Regions from separate parts of the Muntiacus reevesi genome. Here region 1 is linked to region 2. A link is a contact called in public Hi-C data. All regions are on one chromosome and are shown on one strand. Each heading gives the region's core, a stretch centred on a gene start, on an enhancer-like site or on the middle of the called end of the contact. The rest is flanking DNA. Distances are from core to core; before and after follow the strand shown. Region 1 holds the start of NBR1 (NBR1 autophagy cargo receptor). Region 2 holds the start of DHX8 (DEAH-box helicase 8).

Region 1 (4,727 bases), core at 995-3,494, 230 kb before region 2:
GACATTCAAGTGTGTGCTGAGGTGACAGAAAAAAAGGGAAAGGGAGAGCGCAAGTGGAGAAAATGGAGAAATTTCCTATATTCTTAAAGGTCTTCAGCTAAGAAAAGCAGCAACTTTAATAGCTTAACCTTAACAGACAACAATTTTTTTTCTCCTTACCATCTTAAGGTCAATTCATTTGCATAGGATATAGTGGATATACAAGAATTTCAAATTAATAAACTTTCAACTTACCATATTGGACACTCTAAGATTTTCTGCATAGCATTAAGGACATTTTGTACTTCCTCAACATGATCCACAGATAAATCCATTTCTTCCTGTTCCAATGAACTACATAAATCACTTTAAAAGGGTTATATAAACAGCAGTTTAGTTTCATTAAGTGATATTTAAGATTGGAATGCTTTAGAATCAGACCATAGAACCAATGACCAAAGCCTTATTTTTAAAAAAATTCTAAACGTTTTGTGTAATTAAGACCATTTCAATTCTGTTTGTGCCCATCTAGCCTCCAACCATTTCCTTTTGATTTTTTTCGTTCTCCAAGAAAGGGAAAGCCACAGTGGGATGATACAGTGGGGTGAGTGGTGGTACCCTCCTAATTCTTCAATCATCACAGTTGTTTTCTTTCTCGCCCTTAAAATAAAATCAACACCAACCAACGCTCCAATCCCTGTCCTTCCCCAGATTTTCCCACTGGCCTATACTCAGGATTCTCCTCAGGCACATCGGTACCAGCAGCACCTGGGCCTACGGAGGTTCCTCCCTCTACTCCCTTCTGGCCCCTTCACAGAAGCTCACAAGTATCCAGCTCTTAAGGGCTCTGCCTCGTACAAAGTCCTTTCTCCTCCTCTTCCCAGATACATTCCTGCCCCCGTTTTCCCTCAGGGTCCCTTTCTCAAATATACCAGCTCGTCTTTTTATACCATCTTGTCCCCCTCAGGACCCATCAGGATTCCCCCAAGGACACACCCTGCCCCCGCCCTTATCATCTGCAACTCCCCCAGATCCCGTGACACACAAACAGCCCCTCTCCCCACGACTTCCACAGATTCAACGTCTTAGGCTTCTCAGGTTCCACCTTCCGCCCGCCCCCCACCCGATAACATCCGTCTTGCTCGCCTTCAGGAGTCACCTCTCCCCGGCTCTCCCCACACCTGTTTACTGCCCCAGAACACCCCACGGGCCGCTCTCCCTTCCCCACGGTTCTCTCACCTTTCACCCAGAACAAGAGATCCGGGTTTCCTGGACCCAAGGCCCACTTCTCTGAAAAAGCCCCGGGACAGTCCTCGGTTCGGAGAGCTCACACCGCGCAGTCGCAGTTTCAACTAATCCGTAATTCCCGCGCTTTATTGTTGCCACGGAAACCGGCTGCTGCCGCGAGCAAGAGCCTCTCAGAACGCGAGAACCGGACACGTAACCGAAGGGCGGAGCAGAAAGTGCTGAGTCTCTCAGGGGCTCCCGATTGGTCATCCATTTTTTCCCTCTTTACGTAATTAGAAAGAGACGGAAGAGACCAAGTTCTCCCGGAGTTTTTCTAATAGGCGCCCTCCCTCTCACTTCAACGCTTCCAGTTGAGGGTTATTACGTCACAGTGATTGCCGTACTAACGTCGAGATCGCTCCCTGGATCCCGAATAGGAGCTCATGATAGTGCCTAAAACAGTCGCAGGAAGAGGCCCAGCACCCTCACCCTTTCCGCCGCAATGGGAGTTTCAAGTTTAGGTAAATAATAGGGTTGTAAGGGAAAAACTACGATATCCAGCATGCATTGCGGATCGAAAGGCCTTGGCCACAGTGTTCCTTGGAAACTGTAGTCTTATGGAGAGGAACTTCCGATACGGGAGGCAGACACGAGTCTAACGACAACTCAGCTGATAAACTGAAGAGCTCCAGAGCGCTTATGCATGTCAACAGATATGGATTGGAGTGTTATGTTTTCGTATGTCGAGAGTGGATAATAGGCTAAAGAACCTACAAGTCCTAGTAAGACTACAGTCCCCATCCAGCCCCGCGAGTCGTCCTCTAAGGTCGGTGACCTAAAGAAATGCAACGGGCGCGTTTTTTTACCTGGGAAGGGGAAATCATCCGGGGTCCCGGCCCACGGCTGCGCACTCGCAGTTCCGCCCCTTTGCCCCGTGTTTGTTATTGTTGTGAGGGTCAAGCTCCTCCTGCCCCGCCCCCGCCAACTTATTTTCGACCAATCAGTGGGGCTGTAGTTTTGAGGGACACTTGGTAAGAACCAATCATCTTGTCGAAAACTCAGATAACCTGGGGACTAGGCCCTGTCTCTGTCCGCCATGTTAGATTCACCCAGCAGGAATAGCAGCAGAGCTGGCAGCGAACGGTTCTTGCATTGGCCTCCGGCAGGCGCCCCCCGGGGGCGGGAAGCTGGTAAGGAAACAACTGCGGTTACCTAGGGGTGGTGTCACGTCTCACCGAGAGGACTTGGGGAAGTTTACGGGAGGAAGCCTCCAAAGGAGAAGGGCGACTTCTTCCGTGACTTGGACAACCGATCTTTCAGTGACCTGATGGGAGATCCGTTCGTGTTCTGAGGGGCCGAGGGGGCGGATACCACAGGAGGGACGGAGGGTCCGTGGTGCAGAACGCCTAGCTTCTGGTGAAGGACCCCAATACTCCCCAGGACAAAAAAGGCCTGGGCAAAGGAAACGAGAGAGTTCTCAGGGGGTGGTGACACACTCCTGGGGACAAGGAGTGCTAGGAAACGATAACTGGAAGACTAGGATGAAGTCTGCAAGGAAAAAAAAAAAAGATGACATTGCCCACACAGCCTCCTCACTCCCCCTCATCCCACTTTTGGGGAACCTCGTAAGGAAGTCGTCTTGTTCAGGGACCTCTGGTATTGAAAGGGCCCCGTTTTTCCTTTTTATTGAACACACAGCTTTCAGGTCACACATTTTAACTCCAGGATAGGCCTCAGGTGGAGACAGTAATCAAAGCTCAGGTTCCAGGTCAACTTCGTTAAAGGGATGTTTGAGATCCTGGTAAAATCGACTTAGAGGAAAAGCTGACTTGTGCCAGGGAAAGGTGAGCCGGAACATGAATTTGATATAATCCAGTTAATAATGAAAGCTGGAAGCCTAGGCCCCAGCTACCCGACTTAGTCGACTAATTACAGTGACAGAGGACACTAACCACAGCTTTGTCACAAGTTCAAGACAATACTCTTGCTGAAAGAATTTCACATCCAAGGCAAATAAATAGGCGACTCTTTATAAAGACCTGGCTATAGTCCAGCTAAACTAGAATCTCCCACTTCTGTTTTCACCTCCCTAGTCAGCCAGCTGGATGTGTTCCAACGTATCTAAACTTGTTTCCAGTTGTGTAATTTGAGAAAGAGGGAAGAAGGTTAGCTTCCTTTTGGATTCTCAAAAGTGTGGAAGTGTGTTTCTCAGAAGTTGAAAACTGAGAATGTGTTTTAGAAGATCGAATTTTGGCAGAGTGAATTAGTCAGTCGCCCCGATTTTTTTGCCCATGATTGTGGGGCATTGACAGGAGTTTTGTCCAAATTTTAAGGACCCCAAGAATTGCATTCTGTGTGAATGAGATACTGGATGTCAGCAGGATTGGTGCCAGAAACTATTTTGATAATGCTCTTGGCTCTAGGTAGAGACAGAGAATGGAAAAAGTTGGGAGATGTTTGTGTTTGGATTTACAAAAAAACCCCTCAAATCCCTGATTCTCAGTTCAAGGTCCTTTTTAATGACAGTCTCACAGTTGTATTGTTTCACAGGGCAGTTCATTATACTGTGGAAAACAGCACTATGTCAGGTTCTAAAGGCTGATTTATATAATAATAACTTTCATATTTAAGTACTGTTTTCAAAGAACCAGCATACACATTTTTACTTAATCCTTAAGATAGTGTTGTGAGGTTAGCAAAATGGAGATCTCAGGCTTATTTTACAGGTTCAGAAACTGAAGCTCAGAGTTTAAATGACCTGCTCACACTTATATGGCTAGTAATGTGCCAGAACTGTCTGGAATCCAGCTTTTCTAAACCACTGTGCTCGCTCCCTTCTTCGCTGTAAACTCCTGAGACTTAATCTTGGTCCTCTGCAGTGTCCGTGCCTGGAGCAGAATCTGAATCTGTAGGTGCTTAGTCAGGATTCATTGATGAATATGTTTTTAAAAAAACATGAAACATGAAAAGGCTGTTCTTTTACATTACAACTTATATTTAGATTTAAACTATTTTGTAAAGTCATAAAAAACAATCTTAACAATTTGTAAGTAAAATTCTTATCTTTGAGAGGTAAAACCCTCAATTATTTTATGGATAAAATGATGGCTGTCAAATAATCCAGTAGAACGACTTCCCTAGCAGTCCAGTGGTTGAGACTCCATGCTCCCATTGCAGGGGACAGAGGTTTGATCCCCATTTGGGGAACTAAGATCCTGCATGTGGCATGATGTGGCCAAGTAATAAAAACAATAATAATAATCCGGTAGGGAAAGGCATTGCTATAACAAGATTAGTCCTGAGTTGATGGTAATTATGAAGACAGTCGATGGGTCTTTCAGCGTTCATTGTATATTAATCTCTTTTCTTTTGTAAAGGTTTAAATTTTCCCATTAATAGATTTTAAACATTAGTTGACTATAGTCAATCCATATTGGGGGGATGGAAGAGTATAGGTGAAATGAGGGTAACTTTGAGTTGATGGTTATAGTTAGATCATCAATATTCTCCACATTTATGTA
Region 2 (4,576 bases), core at 1,343-3,842:
GGACAATCCAGAATATATCCAAATATATTCAACGTGAATTAATTCACTTTTGTTTTTTGGCCACACTGTGTGGCTTGAGGGATCCTTGTTCCTGGACCAGGGGTTGAACCCAGGCTCTTGGCATTGAAAGCGAGGGGTCGTAACCACTGGACTGCCAGGGAATTCCCAGAATTAATTCACTTAAAAATTATTTATTTTTTATTGAGGTATAACTGATGTACATTATTATGTAAGTTTCAGATGTACAACATAGTGATTCACAGTCATAATTTTTTAAGGTTATAGTCTATTTATAGTTATAAAATATTGGTTATATTTTCTGTCTTATACAATATACCCTTGTAAGAATAAACTCACTTAAAAATATTTTTTGGAATACAGTTAATTTACTATGTTGTGTTAGTTTCAGATGTACAGCAAAGTGAATCAGTCATACATATACCCACTGTTTTTTAGATTCTTTTCCCTGTGCTATATAGTAGGCCCTTATTAGTTATCTATTTTATATATAGTAGTGTGTACATGTCAATTCCAATCTCCCAATTTATCTCTCCCTGCCGTGAACTCACTTTTATGCTACATTTGGTTCAGTGTCTTTCATGGGGAGAGAGAGGAAGATTCCACATGCCTGTGTGTTTGGGCTAACAATTTATCAGTATCTATGTACTTAATGTTCTCCTCTGCCTTCAAAAAGCATCCCTTGGTATTACAGGGTTTATGTGTACCGCATAGGAAACTTTGACTTCTGAAAATTTGTACTTAATGGCATATACAAATAAAATCAATGTTTTCTTGTTACTATTTACTATTGAGATGTGTGTTCAATAATTCCCCCCCAAATTAAAAAAGTTTTTGTAGTTTTCCTATAGTACTGTTACCAGTACTACATATTATGGTTCTATAGCTTTTTTTTTCCCCTCAGAACTTTTAAAACAAAACAAACTCCATGTTTTCTCCCCCCATCCAGTTAAATATTGGAGGAAAGCAGAACATAAACGTATATGTATATTTTGAAAGGCAAAGAAGCACAAAGAAAAGAATTCAGTAGAATAAGCCCCAGGTAGCCCTGCTCCAAGCTGGCAAGTTGAGCTTGTTGAATCAGGTGCAAGATTTTCCATCCCATTCATGTGGGAACAGAGGAAGAGAAAGGGGAGTGGGAAGAACACAGAGGGTACAGTGCTGATCCTTACGATCCTGGAGACATGGAGCTCTTGGAAGTGATGAGAACTACAGTGAGGTGATGAAAGAAAAGATTTCAAAGACGTAGTAGTGTAATGTACCCTGAAGCTAAAAGCAAAAGGGTCTGACTCCCCCCCTTTGATGAGAAGGCCATCAAAAGGTACTTGGGGATGCCTCCTGCTTCCTCGTTCACCATGCAGAGCGGTGGGGTGTGGGAAATCCTCACCTCACCATGTTGCAGCTGCTGCTGTTCAGTTGCTAAGTGGCGTCCAACTCTTAGCGACGCCATGGACAGTCACCCCCCAGACTCCTCTGTCCATGGGATTCCCCCGACAAGAATACTGGAGAGGGTTGCCATTTCCTTCTCCAGGGAATCTCCCAGACCCAGGGATCGAATCCGTGTCTCCTACTTGACAGGCGGATTCTTTACCACTGAGCCACTTGGGAAGCCCCTCACCTCACCATAGGTTGTCACAAAGGAAAAGGGGACCTGAAGCAGAAGCTGGGAGACCTGAGCTCACTGACTTTGGGTTCACAGCGCAACTGATACTTGAGGGAACTTCTGAGAGGACTGAGTGTATTAGCGTCTGGAAAACTGGGGGTTGAGAAGTGGTGTTCACAGCAGAGGAGTCAGGTGGGTCTCTGGTGTCTGACTTTGGGGATCTATGCTTGACAGACTTGATGGGGGCCACTATCTCAGCTTTAGGATTATAGCAACTGCCATTGTACTGTGTTTATGAATCAGGATCCTTGTATAGTTATCTCATTTGGTCATCACCTAAACCCAGTTAGAGTAATATCCAAGTTTACAGATGAGAAAACTAAGGCCCAAGAGATTAAGGTCACTCAGCTAGGGAGTGGGAGTATCAGTTTCTTCATCTGTAAAGTGAGTTAATGACAGAACCAGGCTCCATCGCCTGCTGACTTGTTACAGAATCGCTTGGAATAGTCAAGATCCGAGCAGATGCAAAGCCACAGGAATACAGGGGTCTCCTGTTAAGCCAATCTTGCCTCTTCCAGAGTTGAATTCAGGTTCGTGTTTTTTTTGTTTTTTTTTCAAGACTTCTAAAGCGCAGGCGCGGCGGGTATTTGGAAGGGGGCGGCGGGGGAGGAGACGGGAGGAGGTGGCGGCGCCCCACTCCTCTGCTCGCCCTCGCAGGCCACGGTCGCCCTCTGCCGACACAGGGCGGAAGAGCGTGGAGAGTGTATGTTTTCGTGCCTGAAAGCCGGCCAAGAAGCTCGCCGACCTATAGAGGGCGCCCGTAAGCGTGTTGAGTAACCCATTCAGCTGTCCCTTCCTCGAGCACTTCCTGTCTGATCTCTATGATCCATCCGGTTACGTCAAGAAAAGTTCCTGGAGCTTTCGATTTATCGTAAACAAAAGAGAGGCGCACCGACCCGGAAGTTGAAACTGGAGCAGGGGCGGGAGTAGCTCGGAGGGCCGGCAGTGAGGGGGCCAGGTGGGAGTAGCTCCGAAGGCCCGCTGTGAGGGCCCGGGGGAAGCCGTAGCCATGGCGGTGGCTGTGGCCATGGCGGGAGCCGTACCCGGGACAGAGCTAGGTCCCGCGGAAGAACTCGCCAAACTCGAGTACCTGTCTTTGGTGTCAAAGGTTTGCACCGAGCTGGACAATCACTTGGGTATCAACGACAAGGATCTGGGTGAGTCTGCGGAGGTCCGTGCGGCCTCTGGGTTTGGGTTCGAGGAAAGCGGAAGGAGACAGGGGGTTGATGGGTCGAGCGTGTGGGTCCGTTTGTCTGTCACAGAGACTTGGCCCGGGGCACCAGCGGCCGTGGCCCCCTTTTGAGAATTCTCCAGGCCAAGCTGTTAGAAAGCTTTTCCCAGAACGTCAGTGAAACCCGGAGCGGCTGTCGCTGCTTGCTTCTCCCTTTGCCCCCCTGCTCCCCGCCCCGCCCCGCCCCGTCCCCCAGCCCCAGATAGTTAAACAGCATTAACAGCAACAGCGTAGAGTCACATGATGATGATGGTGATGATGATGTTGATTTTCATGGCAGCCACTTACTGAGTTCTCACTACGTGCCAGATATTATGCTTAGTGTTTTACTTTAGCTTATTTGCTCTTCATAGCACCCTGTGTGATAGTATTTTCTGTTTATAGATTAGGAAAACAAGGCTCTGAGTAATTAAGTAGCTCTCTTCAAGGTCACATATCAAATGTGTGTGAGCCTGGTTTGAAATCCAAGTCTGTAACTTTTAACTGTGCTCGTCACCATTCATGCTTATACTGTCTCTGAAGCACCAATGTGTAGTGTCTCTCAAACACTAGACGTCTTGGGACAAAATGCACATGCGGAGAATACAAACTGAGGAAATGGAGAAGACTAGGGCCTCACAGCTCAGGCTGCAGGCAGGTGGAATCCTTGTGGAGGCAGAGGGATGCATGGGGTCTAGGGCATGGGTGGAGGAATTGACTTGATAGGCACAGGGATGCTTCATTTTAACCGGAAGGAGGGCAGAATGTGATTTTAAATACAGATGGATTTAGGGGTAGGTGGTAGGGAGATGAGGGAGAGAGTTCCCATTTGACAGTTCTGTTTTCTAAATGAAGATAAAGTCATCAGTTGGAGAGATGGAAGAAAGGGACACATGCATGAGGAAGAGGGGTCAGGGAGGTTAGAAGTATGATCTAGGGTAAGATACATAGTTTCTCTGCAGCTGTTTTTTCTTATCTGTGAAATAGGGATGATACTGTGTTCTTCACAGGGTTACCTGTGTATTTTAGTTCACTTTTCTCTTGCCTGTCAAGAAGATGTGCCTATCTTGTGTAATTTTTTCTCAGTTTACTCTTTTTTTGATAATGAGGTGATAGACTGGTCAGTTTGCTGTCTCTCTGGGTAATATGTTCCTTCATTCAGCAAATGTTCATTGAGCTGGGGGATTAGGAATAGAGTAGAGTACAAGTGGGCTTATATTGTTTCCCTCTCTTTTAAACTACAGAGTACGAATGCCTTGGCCCTTTTTAGAGGAAACAAAAAGTTTTTGGGACCAAAACTGCCCCAGCTCCACCTCCACAGGCCACTTGGAAGTCCACGTTGTCACCTGCTATAGATTGGAGGTTTCAATGACCCCCTCCTTGGGTTTGATTAATTTATTAGAGCAGCTCACATAACTCAGAGACACATTTTACTAACTGATTTATTATAAAAGGATGTAACAGCTAATTGGAAGGTATGTAACAAGGAGAGAGGAACTCCCGTGCTCTCTGAGTGCCCCACTCTCCCTGACCCTCCATGCATTCACCAACCTGGAAACTCTCCAAACCCTCTCTGGGTATTTATGGAGGCCTCATTGTATGAGCACGCACACATTAAATAGGCACAGCTTGAATTGTATAGGCACAGCTGATTAAGTCATTGGCCATTGATGATGTTGTTCAGT

What was found. Hi-C and Micro-C count contacts between places; a contact is called where the count stands out from the background.
Region 1: a contact with region 2 is called in a Hi-C map of muscle, with 10 times the contacts expected there. The contact joins the promoter of NBR1 here to the promoter of DHX8 in region 2. A contact is called at or near these places in 2 of 3 Hi-C or Micro-C datasets (blood and muscle).

The regions. Positions count from the first base shown.
Region 1 is chr18:19,334,297-19,339,023 of mMunRee1.1, reverse strand. NBR1 (NBR1 autophagy cargo receptor) reads left to right here and starts at 2,244. Exons shown (of 21, transcript XM_065908766.1): 1 at 2,244-2,396. It overlaps BRCA1 (BRCA1 DNA repair associated), which reads right to left and starts at 1,328. Exons shown (of 23, transcript XM_065908767.1): 1 at 1,219-1,328; 2 at 235-345. The coding sequence starts at 314.
Region 2 is chr18:19,109,778-19,114,353 of mMunRee1.1, reverse strand. It overlaps DHX8 (DEAH-box helicase 8), which reads left to right and starts at 2,592. Exons shown (of 23, transcript XM_065909077.1): 1 at 2,592-2,838. The coding sequence starts at 2,691.